2 separate regions of the Sus scrofa genome follow, and region 2 is linked to region 1. Evidence: chromatin contacts called from public HiChIP or PLAC-seq data. All regions are on one chromosome and are shown on one strand. Each heading gives the region's core, a stretch centred on a gene start, on an enhancer-like site or on the middle of the called end of the contact. The rest is flanking DNA. Distances are from core to core; before and after follow the strand shown.

Region 1 (6,425 bases), core at 2,513-5,012:
CTGCCACTCACTCGACTCGTGCGAGAAGCACGTGGGAGGGGCTCGGCCAGGACAGGTAGATACACCAAAGCAAAGATGCTTATGAAGGACAGCGCTTCCTACAGATGATTCAGTTACATTTTGCCTCTAGAGATAAAGGCTTATAGGTGATGAAAGGGGACTCTCCTCCTTTCAGCAACACGCAAGGATGGAAACACAAGCTCCCAGGCCCAAGTGCTCCTCCTTCCTCCTCCCTGAGGAATGAAGGGCTGGCCAGAGAACTCTTTCCCTCCCCCAGGCAGCCTCCGGGTTTTTCTCTTTCGGCCAGGAAAGGGGACTCTGGGAGCGCTCCCCCATGCTACGGCCTTAATGTCTGGCTGCTTCCTGGACCCCATGAGGTTTTATACCTTCTTTGTTCTTCCCAACCAAACCCTGTGGATTCAGCGAGAGGGTTAAAAGCTGAAACCAGGTTGGGGAAAGCAGACTCTTTGAGAGGGAACCTCGGTCTCCTAAGATTCCAAGAGCCGTGGGCTCCAAGAAGGGGAGGCTGCCCCCTGGCCTCATGGCTTAGATTTTATTGGCAGCGGCAGCTTTTTCTAGCTGGAAGATGACCCAGCCACGTGGCATGCAGGCCTCACCCGTTCCCTCATTCCTATATTCAGGGGATGAGCTGCTGTGTGCTGCATCTGCCTGGAATCTTCAGAGAAACCCAAGACAGAAGGACGTGTGAGGACCTGTCCTGTCAACAGTGCAAACACTGAGGAGGAACAGGGAAAAAAAACAATTTCAAGAGGGAAGCCGGAAGGACCTATTTCAAGGAAAACATTGGGAGAAGCAAACAGCTGCCTTTGGTGGCTTTTTAAAGCATCACTGCAAATGAAGTCTCTGTTACCTCCTCCCTGCCCTCTTTTTGTGTCCCACTTACACATACTTTTTTATTTTTAGTACGAGTCTATTTTGGTGTGTATGTTCTATTAGAGATTAGTATTTCTTTGACTATAGACCGCATGTAAGGGGTCAGGCATAGTTTGAGTACTTAGCTAATGGAAAATAAGGATGTTCTCTAGCACAAATAACCAACTAGCCACAAACCACTAATATTGGCTACAGAAATTCACAACACACCTGCATAACTTCAGCACCAAAGCGAATTCTAACCAACTCTTGTTCCTCTCTCCATACACAGAGAGGTCTGAAAGGTGGTTAAGAGATACTTGGTATGGGTACTGAGCTGGGCCACACAGTCGGCCTGCTGGCTTATTCTCCCAGGAGCAAAGTGACTACCTGGATACAAAGGGATCTTCTGTCCTCGCTTAATTACCGATAAGGCTTCTTTCAACAGCAAGAAGAAGACCTTCCAGAGAACAGCAGGACGTATAAGCAAAACCTCTGAAGTCATCCAAGCAACGCTGTTGATTCTCAGCTTATTTTTATTTACATCTTATTTACCAAGAAGCTAAGACCTCCCCCCCCCCCCAAGACACCAAAGGACAATACCTTTTACAATTCACATGCTGAGGCAAAAGGAGACAGGTCACCTCCCTCCAAGTGTCCCACCTTTCCCACTGCTGTACAAGTGTATGCTATTTCTATTAAAGCACCCCAGTGAGCCTCTGTTTTTAATTCTTAAGGCAAAAGTCACAGCTGGATCGCAGCGGAAGCTTACCTCCCACGTTAGTGCCAAGCGGCTCACAGCAACATTACTTAGTCCCATGACGATGGCAAAAAAGGAATTCAGATTTTTGTACTCCTTACAGCTGAAACACAAGAGGCACATGTTGGGAGAAAATGTCACTTTTGAGTGAGATAAAAAAAAAAATTAGGGTTCTATTTTCTGATGGTCATTAATATTCGTCAGGACTCTCTTACGAGAACAGGCAATGATAGATTTAATGCATTATAAAAGTTTCCACTTGGGTGACCGTGTTCTGCTGTTTGATTTCTCATCGCAGTTTTAGAAAGGTGATGGTATTGGCCGTCGGTGCAGGTTTTGAGAAGGAAATTTAAAGACACCGACCTGGGGGATTGTTACTGTAACCCCAAAGCGATAAAACCTTGTTGGACTTGGAAGGAAACATCTCAGGGGATCTGAAGAGAGGAAGCAAAATGTCCTTGGAGGCTTTCAGACTTCCAGCCTGAAACTGGACACCCCAGGCTCTGGCAGCCTGAGGGAACCAAGGAGATCACACTGAACTTCCACCTGCCATGCAAATGCTTCTAATTTGTTGAACAAATATCACTGTACAAATCATGACCCGTATACAGCTAGTAACCTCAACAGCTGACCCCCAATAACGTTACCCGCTCTGTGTTTTAGCAGTGTTGATGAAGCTGATCATTTTGAACCTGTATTTTGGCCACTCTTTGCTTTTATGGATATATATTTGGGAATAAGAATATTGTGGGACAAGACCAAAGGTTCTTAATTAGAATGAAATGTTTAGCCCAGGTAAATGCAAAAAAAAAAAAAAAAAAGAATCTTCAACTTCTTCATACCAGCTTCTTGCAACGGGAAAGAAGAATTCATTTTGCAACGAGTGCAAATCCTTTACCACAAATCAATATGATTATCTAAGTTGACTACATCATAATTAAATCTTGTCTGGATTAGCATTTTTGCAAAAGGCTAATTGTTGCATTTGCTGCTTGTGTTCTCCTCGCAGAGGCAGCAGTGAGTGATCCTTACATGGGCTGTGTGGAAATGGGAAAACGGATTTAGAGAAGCTATGGAGCATCTCCTGCACCGGTGAGGAAGCAAGCGGGGACCTCACTCTCTGCAGGGTGGTAGCTCTCAAGTCAGGGGCTGAGGGCAATTTCAGAGCCCCTGGGCTGTAGCCAGTGAGTGGTCAGGACACATTTGTGTCTGTCCTTTGGGTGTGATCATGAAAGGCCACAGCCCTGCCTTTCTGCTCACGGCTCTGGTCACGGCTATCAAGTAAATAACTTTTATCACCCTAGGTAAGTCAGGACATCTTTATGCCTCAGTCTTCTCACCTGTAAAAAGTGAGGACCACATTTGGACCCCCAACTTCTCAACGTTCTGGGCAGGTCAAAGAGCTTCAATGGAATATATTGAGGTTCTCTAAAAATATCACACAAAACACGCGAACTGCCGCTAGGTTTAGAGGTCATTCCTGTAGATCCTGCTTTCTGAGTCTACAATCTTTTCCAGCTGGGTTGTGTAAAGAGTTCCACTGCAGGACAGCGCAGCTTAAATAATGGTTAAATAACATAAACCAATATATTCTGACGGCCACATCCACCCATAATCAGAAGGAAGAGAGCTAAGAAAGGCAAAAACATTAGAAAAAAATTCCTGTATGTTTGAAAGGCTCTCCTTGGTTGCTCTATAAAATTGCAAGACTGGGTCCCCAAAGCCTCTCTGATCTCCACGTCCTTGTGCAGACTTCATCTCTGCTCCCCTTGTTGCACTTAGCACCGCCAGGGGAGGGGACAGTGTACTTCTTGTAATGGGGAAGACAGACTATCACAACGTCCATACACGCCAAGGCATTTGTCCCTTGCAACAAGCCCGTTAGGCTCCTGGGGAAAGGAGCTCAACTAGAAATGCAGAAGCAACACTTTACCAAACCTTTCTTTGAAAAGGCAGCTCTTCCAAATTAAGAGATGCCAGCATTTAAATCGGAGGGATTTGGATCTTCTGTCGAACCCCCAAACTTTTGGCAGGATAACTCAAGGCTTTTGGCAAGCTGATATGTGTAAGACGTCAAGCGGTGTTTGCTTCTTTGTTTAGCTCTGGAGCTCAGACTCTGTATGAGATCTAAACTATTTGGCTCAGGAAAGCTGCCTAACTGGGGTCACTTGTGCTCCCCACCTTCCTGGGCTGGAGCTCCGTGCATTTAGAAAGGAAAGAAGTCTCCCAGCCACAAGCCACATTTAGCCTTTTATTTTTAGCATTGTGGTGATACCCAAAACATGGAAGTAAACAGGAGGTTGTCAGGCATATCTAAATAGCAAGAGAAGATTACATTCATGTCAGGGAGAAATCTAACTGGCCCCTGTGGTAAATAAATTGTTTCCCATGAAGTGCTGTTAAATAGAATGTTTGTAAGATGCTTGCTTTTTCCGATGTTTTTGGAGATGATTTCCGTGAACCAGGTTAGCTTGCCTTTATGCATTTTACTGATTTTTATCCTGGCTGAGTCGGATGCCCTGCCACATGCATGTTCCTACTGCCCTCTACTGGCGAGAACGTGTCATGTTCGACCTCGACTCGCCCAGCCTTTTAAAACAAACTTTGTACAGCAGAACTTTGCCAAAAGACTCATTTAAACTGAAGGAGGCACAAAGTCTGACTAGTTCAGAACAAAAAGAGGTCACAAGTTTAACTTGAGCATCAGTGCTCTAAGATGTTAATTTACATACTGGTGGCGTTCCTGTGGCTCAGTAGAAACCAATCTGACTAGTATCCGTGAGGATGCGGGTTCAATCCCTGGCCTTGCTCAGCGGGTTAAGGATCTGGCACTGCTGTGAGGTGTGGTGTAGGTCGAAGACGTGGCTCGGATCCTATGTTGCTGTGGCCGAGGTGTAGGCCAGCAGCTGTAGCTCTGATTCAACCCCTAGCCTGGGAAACTCCGTATGCCTAGAGTGCAGCCCTAAAAAGACAAAAACATTTACACATTGATGTCAAAAGCTAGACAGAACACCTGTTTCACAAGAGTTCAGCGCTTCTTAAGCCCCTGAGGTTGGTCCCGGTGCATGAGGAGATTTTATCTCTCACTTTTCTCTTTAAGGTGTAATCTAAGGGGACAGAATGAAAATTCAGCTCAAACATTTTTCTCTCTCCAAGCTGATACTTACTGGGCCGCTATCTTAATGAATTTTTTTAAGAGCTGAACACGCTTGCTGGGCTGGGAACAAAGGCAAATCTCAGTGACAACCCAAAACTGAATTTCATTAAACCTCCTCAGGAACAAATCCAAGTTCGCTGTGGTCTTTTTAAAATGATGCCTTCCAAATGTGTGATAGATTAGTTCCAGCTAGAAGAGAGGAAAACAATGTCACATCTTTGTTTTTAAATCAAAACAACAGCTCAGCTTTTCTCTTTGACACGACAAATCAATATTGGTCAGTGAATACAATCACTGACTGGGTTTCAGTTTGAACTTGGAAGATCCGAAGGCTCAGTGAGGCTTGTTGAAGCTGTAACTGCAGACTAGGTGCTATTGGCTTAATATACTCAGAAAGACAGAGCTTACTGTAAATTATTAAGATTTTTCTTTACCGCTCAAAGACTTCATAAACAGACTTTATTAATAAACTCAATGCTAAAAATATTATAGTTTCCACGTCACAGCATGCATTAACATTTGCAGGCTGCATCCAGAATTGCTATGGTACCTACGACTCAATGCTCTTAAATAGAGCACCTTACCTCGTGCACACAGTTGAAGAGTTCCCAATCATAAATTGTCATCTGGTATGCCAGATCTTTGGAGCTCATCAGTTCAAAAGTTCCCACTGTTCCAACAGTTGGGCCCTCCTGTTCTGGCAAGGGAGTCTATGAATAATAATGCAAAAGTAAATCAGAATCTCAAAACAGAATCTCAGAACAGATAAGCTAAATGCTCTAAGGAGTTTCTGATGGGAAAGGATTCTGGAGACGCTTTCAGGAATGTCTACAAAGTTTGACTTTGATTTTACCCAGAGGAGAAAGATGCCTTTGCTCTTAATGCTTGCTTGCTTCAGTGCCATCTTTAGTGTCAGCACCATCACTCTAACCAATCCCACCTACTGAAAAACGTGGACCATGGCAAATAAGATTCAGAAAAGGCTGACCCATGGAGGGTCTCTTCGGCGTGGGCCTGGGAGCTCCCTGGAAACAACTCCTTTCCCCTGGTAAACATGTAAGAAGTTCTTGGGGACTTTTTCCCTTATTTCCCACTGGAACTATTCCAAAGCAGGTGCTGGCATGGTGGTTTTGGGTGTTTAGTTACAATGCTGCTTACTATTGCAGGGGCTGGTGAGAGGGAGCTCTGTGATTATCTGTGCTGTCCAACTCCTCCACTTTCTGAGCTAGGAATGATAGTCATACGGTCAGGCTGTTTTAGGTTAGGCAGTAGAAAACTGGGAGCTTCCATCGTGGCTCAGCGGAAACGAATCTGACTAGGAACCATGAGATTTCAGGGTTGATCCCTGGCCTCCCTCATTGGGTTAAGGATCCAGCGTTGTCGTGAGCTGTGATGTAGGTTGCAGACACAGCTCAGATCTGGTGGTGGTGTGGCTGTGGTGTAGGCTGGCAGTTGTAGCTCTGATTAGACCCCAAGCCTGAGAATCTCCATATGCCCTGGATGCGGCCCTAAAAAGCAAAAAAAAAAAAAAAAAAAAAAGAAAAAGAAAACTAAACTCTGCTACTATCTAGATGACCCCTGGTCAAGATTTTCTTTCCATCTTATTTTTATTTTATGACAAATGTGTTATGGTGC
Region 2 (6,425 bases), core at 1,585-4,084, 940 kb before region 1:
GCAAAAAGACAAAAAAAAAAAAAAAAAAAAAAAGAATGAGTGAACATTACTTGTAGTGCTTTTGTGTATTTCATGAAACTCCTTTCTCACTCAGCAGTACTTAACAAGTGCAGAATGAATGGACGTACAGTAAGAGGATACGGGGCTCTCTCACCATCTCTTTCCTGTTGGGTCCCCAGTTCCTCAGGGACACTGGCTTCTGGTTGTCCTTTCTGTACCACCTCCCTGTCAAGATGAGCCCTTTCTGTGGACTAAAAGTCATCAAGATAGAAATGGAAATGCCTCTATTTGATCTGAGGCTAATGGGAGAGGGCACCTTTTACAAACTAGAGGATGCCTGAATTTCCAGCCTGTGTTAAGTAGCCATAGCAAAGTATAACCCATGGCTGCAATTTGGTCTGTCAAAGATGGAATTAAAAGTAAATTTGAAGTTTCACAACATAGTTCTCTCTATTACGGGTGCTGCTGTGCATTAAAATTGTCTGCGTGAGGCTCATTGGGATGGGCAGAGATTCAATCACTGTTAATGGCTTAAGGAAATGGGGTGGTGAGAATTAGGGTCATCCATCCCAATTGGGGCAAGAAAGAGAACCAGGAAATGTGTTTTTCAATCCTGACACCTTGCCAGCTGGAGCTAGAGGGAAATGTTTTTTTGAACTCATTGAGCATCCTACCCACAAATCATAGAGATAGCTGCGCTCCTTGAGAATAGAGATAATTTTTATGTGGTCTCATTAAAGACATGCACCACCCATTCTGAGTTGTGCAGAGCACCCCTTAGGGACCCTTGAAACCACACCACATCTCTTGGTAGAAGCCCACTTTAGCAAATGCCGTGATAGCTGGTTTTATGCAGTGAGGCTATTTACATGTCCTTAGTAACAGTTCGGACTGTGTTAAGAAAAATGCAATATATAGCATATGTGCCCACCAAACTCTGAATATTTAGCCATCAACAGATAACTAAGATGTTATCTACTAGGTATAATATTTAGGTATGGTATCTGGCTAAGTAGTCTTAGAAAGAATGAATGTTCTAAGCAGGCTACAAATCAACTTTATCGTTTTCAAAATAACTTTCATATGATCTCATCTGGTTCTTATGACAACCTTGGGAGAAGAGCAGAGTAGATAACCATAACCAGTTTTCAGGTGAAGAAAGGGAGAGGTTAAATGCTTGTCCAAGGTTACAAAGTCTTAAAGTCACAGAACTAGGATAAGAAACCTAGGAGCCATTATTTTTGTTATTATGCTCATACAGGTTATTATATTGACTCCCTGACATACTCCCCTGGTTTTTCTGCTCTCTGTCCCAGACACAGAGATTTCTGGAATGCATGTGCCCGTGAGCTGCTCTCTGTGCTCTGGGCTGGGGAGCAGGGTGTCCCTGACTGCGTTCTTGGCTTTCACAGGGGCAGTTGGGGTGGGAAGCCTGGACTGGCCCTGCTGGCCTGTTTCCTCCTTTTGCCTGGGGCCAGGCTTGAGTGGGATGGTTAGAATTGGAGCCCTTTTTACATTTCATGTTTTTCTGGTTTCTAAAAACGAAACAGGGTGAGAAACCCCTGCAGCAGGAGTGTTTGTTCCAGGCAGGGTGTTCCTGCCAGCCTCCTCCTGTAAGAGGATCTGCCTTTGGGCATTCCAACTCCCCAGCCTTGGTATGTAATCACTCTGATAAGTTTTAAAGATACATCATATTCACTGTCCAGATCCGACTTTTGGATTAGAATGCAAATACAGCAGGTTACGTGGTTTCATTTCATTTAAAAAAAAAAAAAAAAAAACCTATTCTTGAAGTTGAGAGATATACGTGCTTACTAATATCAAGCTGCACCTTTAAAAAGGGACCGTCCCCAAGCCCCAGAGGAGTCAGGCTGGATGGCTTGAGTCTGGAAGGAGTGGTGGTGACCAGCACAGGCTGACGCATGCTGGTTTGGTGGGGCACAGCTCAGCCTGGCCTCTGGAGGTTCATTATCTGAAAGAGGTCATTCACTCTTGAGGGGGAAAAAAAAAGGAAGGAAGGATGGAAGGAAAGGCCCTAAATTCCAGGTAATGGAATTTCATGAAGTTGGAAGCACCAAGGTCAGGTGAATAGGGAGGAGAGGGATTTTTTGTTTTGTTTTGTTTTGTTTTTTGCTTTTTAGGGCCACACCCACAGTATGTGGAGGTTCCCAGGCTAGGGGTCAAATTGGAGCTGCAGCTGCCGGCCTATACCACAGCCACAGCAACTTGGGATCCAAACCACATCTGCGACCTACACTACTGCTCACCTCAATGCTGGGTCCCTAACCCACTGGGTGAGGCCAGGGATCAAATCCGCATCCTCATGGATCCTAGTCAGATTCGTTAACCCCTGAGCCATGATGGGAACTCTGGGAGGATTTTAATTGAACAAGAAAATGTCAAACCCTGCTCCTTCCTAGCTGGAACTCACCCATGTTGCACATCTGCATTAATCTCGCTGCCCTTACTGTTCACGATTGTTTCTGAGGGCAAGGAGCTGAGTTTTGGATGCTCACAAATCAGAACGGTGCCAGGGGAAACCCAGAAATATTTAGCAACACTAACCAGAGAATGCAAATAGCCACCCCCTCCGGTCCCCTTTACGCGTGCGCTTAGATGCAGTGGACTCCAGAGGCTGCAGGGGAAGGCCTGACTTTGAAAGTCTCTTTAATAGGCTGTAAGGACATGCTTTCCCACATAAACTCTGAGACATCTGGGGAGAGAGCGAGATTGGAAGAAAGACGGGTGGAGGCAGGGAGACCTTCTCTGTATAGAATAAGCCAAGAGCGCAACAGCAGCCGTAAACGTGCCAGAGGGAGGGTGGGCAGAGAGCCAAGAATCTCTGAGCAAGAGCTGAGCAGCAGGGCAGGCCCCTCTCCCAGCACAGTCACTGGCCTGGAAGAGTGGGGGGTGCCTACCAGTTGCCTCAGCAACCAGGGGGTGTTTGGGTCCCCCCTCCCTGGGGTTTGTTAGAACTCTGGGCTCCAAGAAGGGGCCTCTTTACTCTTTCCAAGCTGCAGTGGTGAGTAGCTAGAGGGTCTAAAGGGGCTGGCCGTCTCTGGCTCCTGGAGCCACTTTCCCCTGGCCAGCTGCGTCCTGGGACCCAGCAAGGACTGCGTCACGGCAGCAGCTGTGTGTCTCTCTCATGACGATCTGCATGTAAAATCATACTTGCTATTGTAGCCTAACCTTTTCGGCATAAATGTGACTTCATTTTTAAACTGTTGTTTTGCTGGCTGGGGATTGTGTTCATTTCCTGAGTCTCCAGTGTCCTCCACAACTTCGTTTTCCCACTCTCCTACCCAGCCAGGCAAGAGAGAAACTGAGTATTGTGATGCCTAAAGTGTCTCATGCTCCTAGTCCTAAGAGAATCCGGCCCCGGGGAGAGGAGGTGGCCTCCTGAACACCAGCTGTGTGCCGTCACATCCAGGGGGGCTGGAGGACCACTGAGACCAGCCTCCTCCCCGCCTTGCCACCACCTCTCTTTTCAACCCCCTCCCCTTCAGAACCTAAACTGCATTCCCTAGGCTGCTGTATTCTATTTCCTGGCTCCCAGAAATCTTTGGTGTGAGAACAGGCAGAGGAATCTCCTGGGGTGCATTTGGAAGGAAGGGAGTAAGCTCAGGGTTGGATAACTTCCACGAGCAGAACCTTAACCCTGCTGCACAATGGAATCATCTGGAAGCTGTTAAAACATTGAGACGCTCAGGCCCAGGCTCAGGCCCAGATTCAGTGCATCAGACCTGCACAAATTTTTGTTGTTGTGGTTGTTCTTTTTAATGAAGGTATTTTTTGGAACCATTCCCAGGTGATTCTGAGATGCAAAACCAGGCTTGAGAACCACTGATGTAAAGATGGGTAGCCTGGGTATGGGCACAGCCAAGGTCTCTGTGTGCTACATAACAGATCCAAACCTTTTTTGTCTGCAGGAAGCTCCGCAGTTTGGGCCAGTCAGGCAGCTGTGCTTGGTGGGGGAGACCTTTTTCTTCCTCTCTTTATCTACAAGATACATCCTCTAACTTGTTCTAAACTTGATGGAGGTGGTCCTGGGTAAAAAGAACCCAGTTCTGTGGCACCATTATAGTAAGGGAGAGCTTTTGGAAAATCAGCAGAGGACGAATACAACTTCAGAGCACTCGGGGGAGAGGGAGTGGTTCATTGATTTTTTTTTTTTTCTTTTTTTTCCTTTACGTCTAAAATAAAACCCAGAGGAGGGGTGGGGCCAAGACAAAAGGAGGGAAGAAACAGAAGTGAAATAGCAGATTTGGTCATGAACGAAAATGAGAGAATCCAGGAAGCGTACCAGCCCCGTCCCTCAGCCCCTCACACACCTGTTCTTTGCGAATCTGAGAAGGTGGGGGCGTTCCGCTCTATCAAAATTGCAAGTGGCCTTCCTTGGAAATCTGTCCTAAAATTCTGAATATCTATAGCTCTGGCAGCTGCTTTGGGACACTTATTTCAGTGTCCCAGAGGAAAGATATTTTGGGGTTTAGTCCTTGCCAGAAATAAGAAGCCAAGGGAAAAGAAGCAACATTACAGAATTTCCAAAAATATTTTGATAGCAATGCAAAACTTTGTGGAGACTTAAAGAAAAGTTAGAGTGCACCCTTATTTTAAGAATGCCTAGTGGCTTTGTGTGTGTGTGGGTTTTTTTTTTTTTTTTTTTTTTTTTTTTTTTTTTTGTCTCTTTGTCTTTTTAGGGCCACACCCACAGCATATGGAGATTCCCAGGCTAGGGGTCTAATCGGAGCTGCAGCCAGCAGCCTACACCACAGCCACAGCAATGCTAGATCCGAGCTGCATCTGCGACCTACACCATAACTCATGGCAATGCCAGATCCTTAACCCATTGAGCGAGGCCAGGGATCGAACCTACAACCTCCTGGTTCCTAGTAGGATTCGTTTGCACTCTGCCATGAGGAGAACTCCTGGTGGACTGACTACATTATCCTGTGTTGTCATCTGTGGAAGAGACACATGTGGGTATGCATGAGTATGCACATGTGTATGTGTATGCACGTGTACACTTATTTATACATTTTTCCTGTTCTAGTTTGTGTCTATGGACTAGATAAGTTCTGTTTAAGTTTTAAAATAACATAGAACTTTTCTTGTTTGAAAAACGAGGGATATGACATCAAGTTCTAAGTCTGACAGGAAAGTGAAACAGGGAACACTTTAGCTAATGATTTAAAGTTGGGCTCACATCTCAAGAAGCCAAATAGGACCCTACTGTCCATGGTCACCAGGACAGTATTGGCCCATCACCATAATGCAGGGACCTTAGGTGGGCCTGCTGGGAAAGAATGCCCTCTGAATAAAGCTTGCCATTTTCCTCCTCCAACCCTTCTTCTCCTGCATTGCCTAAGAAAAGCCTCTTCTTTCTAATGCATCCCAGTCTTAGCCGCTAAAGGAGCTTGCTCCTCCCCAGTGGCCTGGCAATAAAGCTATTTTTGTGGGTTCTTAATTTTAATGAGTTTAAGCTATTAGTTGTTGTTCTGTAATATTTTATTTGTTATAATGTGTTCATTTTCTCTACAAGTACCCAGGGGCTGTGTTACACAGGGTGCAATTTTAAAAATAAAATGAAATAATGTTAATTATGCCTTGGAGGTTGGCAGATGTGGGCTAAGGATTATTGCATTGTAAGGGCATCCCTCAGTTATGTGCAGACTCATAAATATCTGCCCATCAGTAGGCTTGTCTGGGCAGCCAAATCTGTAGAATCAGTTTGGGATCAGAGGTACTAAAAATGGCAAAGCTTTGCTTATCTCAGCAAAGAAGGTCTTCATGCAATTTGGGACCAAGTAACAAACATTTCCATGGTGTAAAATGAAAGTAGAGGATCTGAAGGGACAAGATTTTCCCAGCAGTCAAAAATGTGAGCCCTTTTGAAGGATGGGCAGTTGATACTGATTCTCGTTGCTCCAGCATGCAGCAATTGAGTAAACAACATTTTATCTGCTCCATAAAGTGTATATTAAAAAATTCACCCCAGTGGCCCTTAAAAAAACAAACAACCGCTTTTCTTTGATAAGGGAAAGATATTGTATTTTTTATCTAAAAAAGGAAGAAAAAGTATTTTTTTATTTAATGATTTTTTTTTCCACTATGGCTGGTTTACAAAAGTATTTTTATTCGTATGATTATTCCTACCAAATTCTGTAGGAATTTGTTTTGTTTATTTGAATTTTAAAATAATGATGTTGGTAACATGTAAACCCTCCTCCTTCCCCCAAAGCAGAGTTTCAAGTTCATATTTCGCTAAATTTAGGACTGAGTTTAATTCGGAAAGTCTTAAATGTGAATGTTAATTGATAATGATAATTAAAATTTTATATTTCTTTACAGTTTATAAAAAGCATTCACATGCTTGCTCATTAAATTCTCGAAATATAGAGAGAAAGATGAGGCAGGTTTTACTC

Evidence for each region. HiChIP or PLAC-seq counts read pairs in DNA pulled down with a chosen protein or histone mark.
Region 2: a contact with region 1 is called in an H3K27ac HiChIP or PLAC-seq map of skeletal muscle. The contact joins two enhancer-like sites. A contact is called at or near these places in 1 of 47 Hi-C or Micro-C datasets (skeletal muscle) and 1 of 2 datasets of contacts at active chromatin or transcription factors (skeletal muscle).

The regions. Positions count from the first base shown.
Region 1 is chr15:79,065,133-79,071,557 of Sscrofa11.1, reverse strand. It overlaps RAPGEF4 (rap guanine nucleotide exchange factor 4), which reads right to left. Exons shown (of 31, transcript XM_021075197.1): 24 at 5,375-5,500; 25 at 4,801-4,979; 26 at 1,646-1,736. Among named protein-coding and RNA genes, the nearest start is that of MAP3K20, 110 kb to the left of the region's middle. Within about 2 kb of position 3,762, at least 11 of the 83 cell types and tissues checked have an H3K27ac peak or open chromatin away from gene starts, as enhancers often do. A contact at or near this core is called in skeletal muscle, where this site is marked.
Region 2 is chr15:80,005,435-80,011,859 of Sscrofa11.1, reverse strand. No RefSeq gene overlaps it. Among named protein-coding and RNA genes, the nearest start is that of SP3, 19 kb to the right of the region's middle. Within about 2 kb of position 2,834, at least 42 of the 83 cell types and tissues checked have an H3K27ac peak or open chromatin away from gene starts, as enhancers often do. A contact at or near this core is called in skeletal muscle, where this site is marked.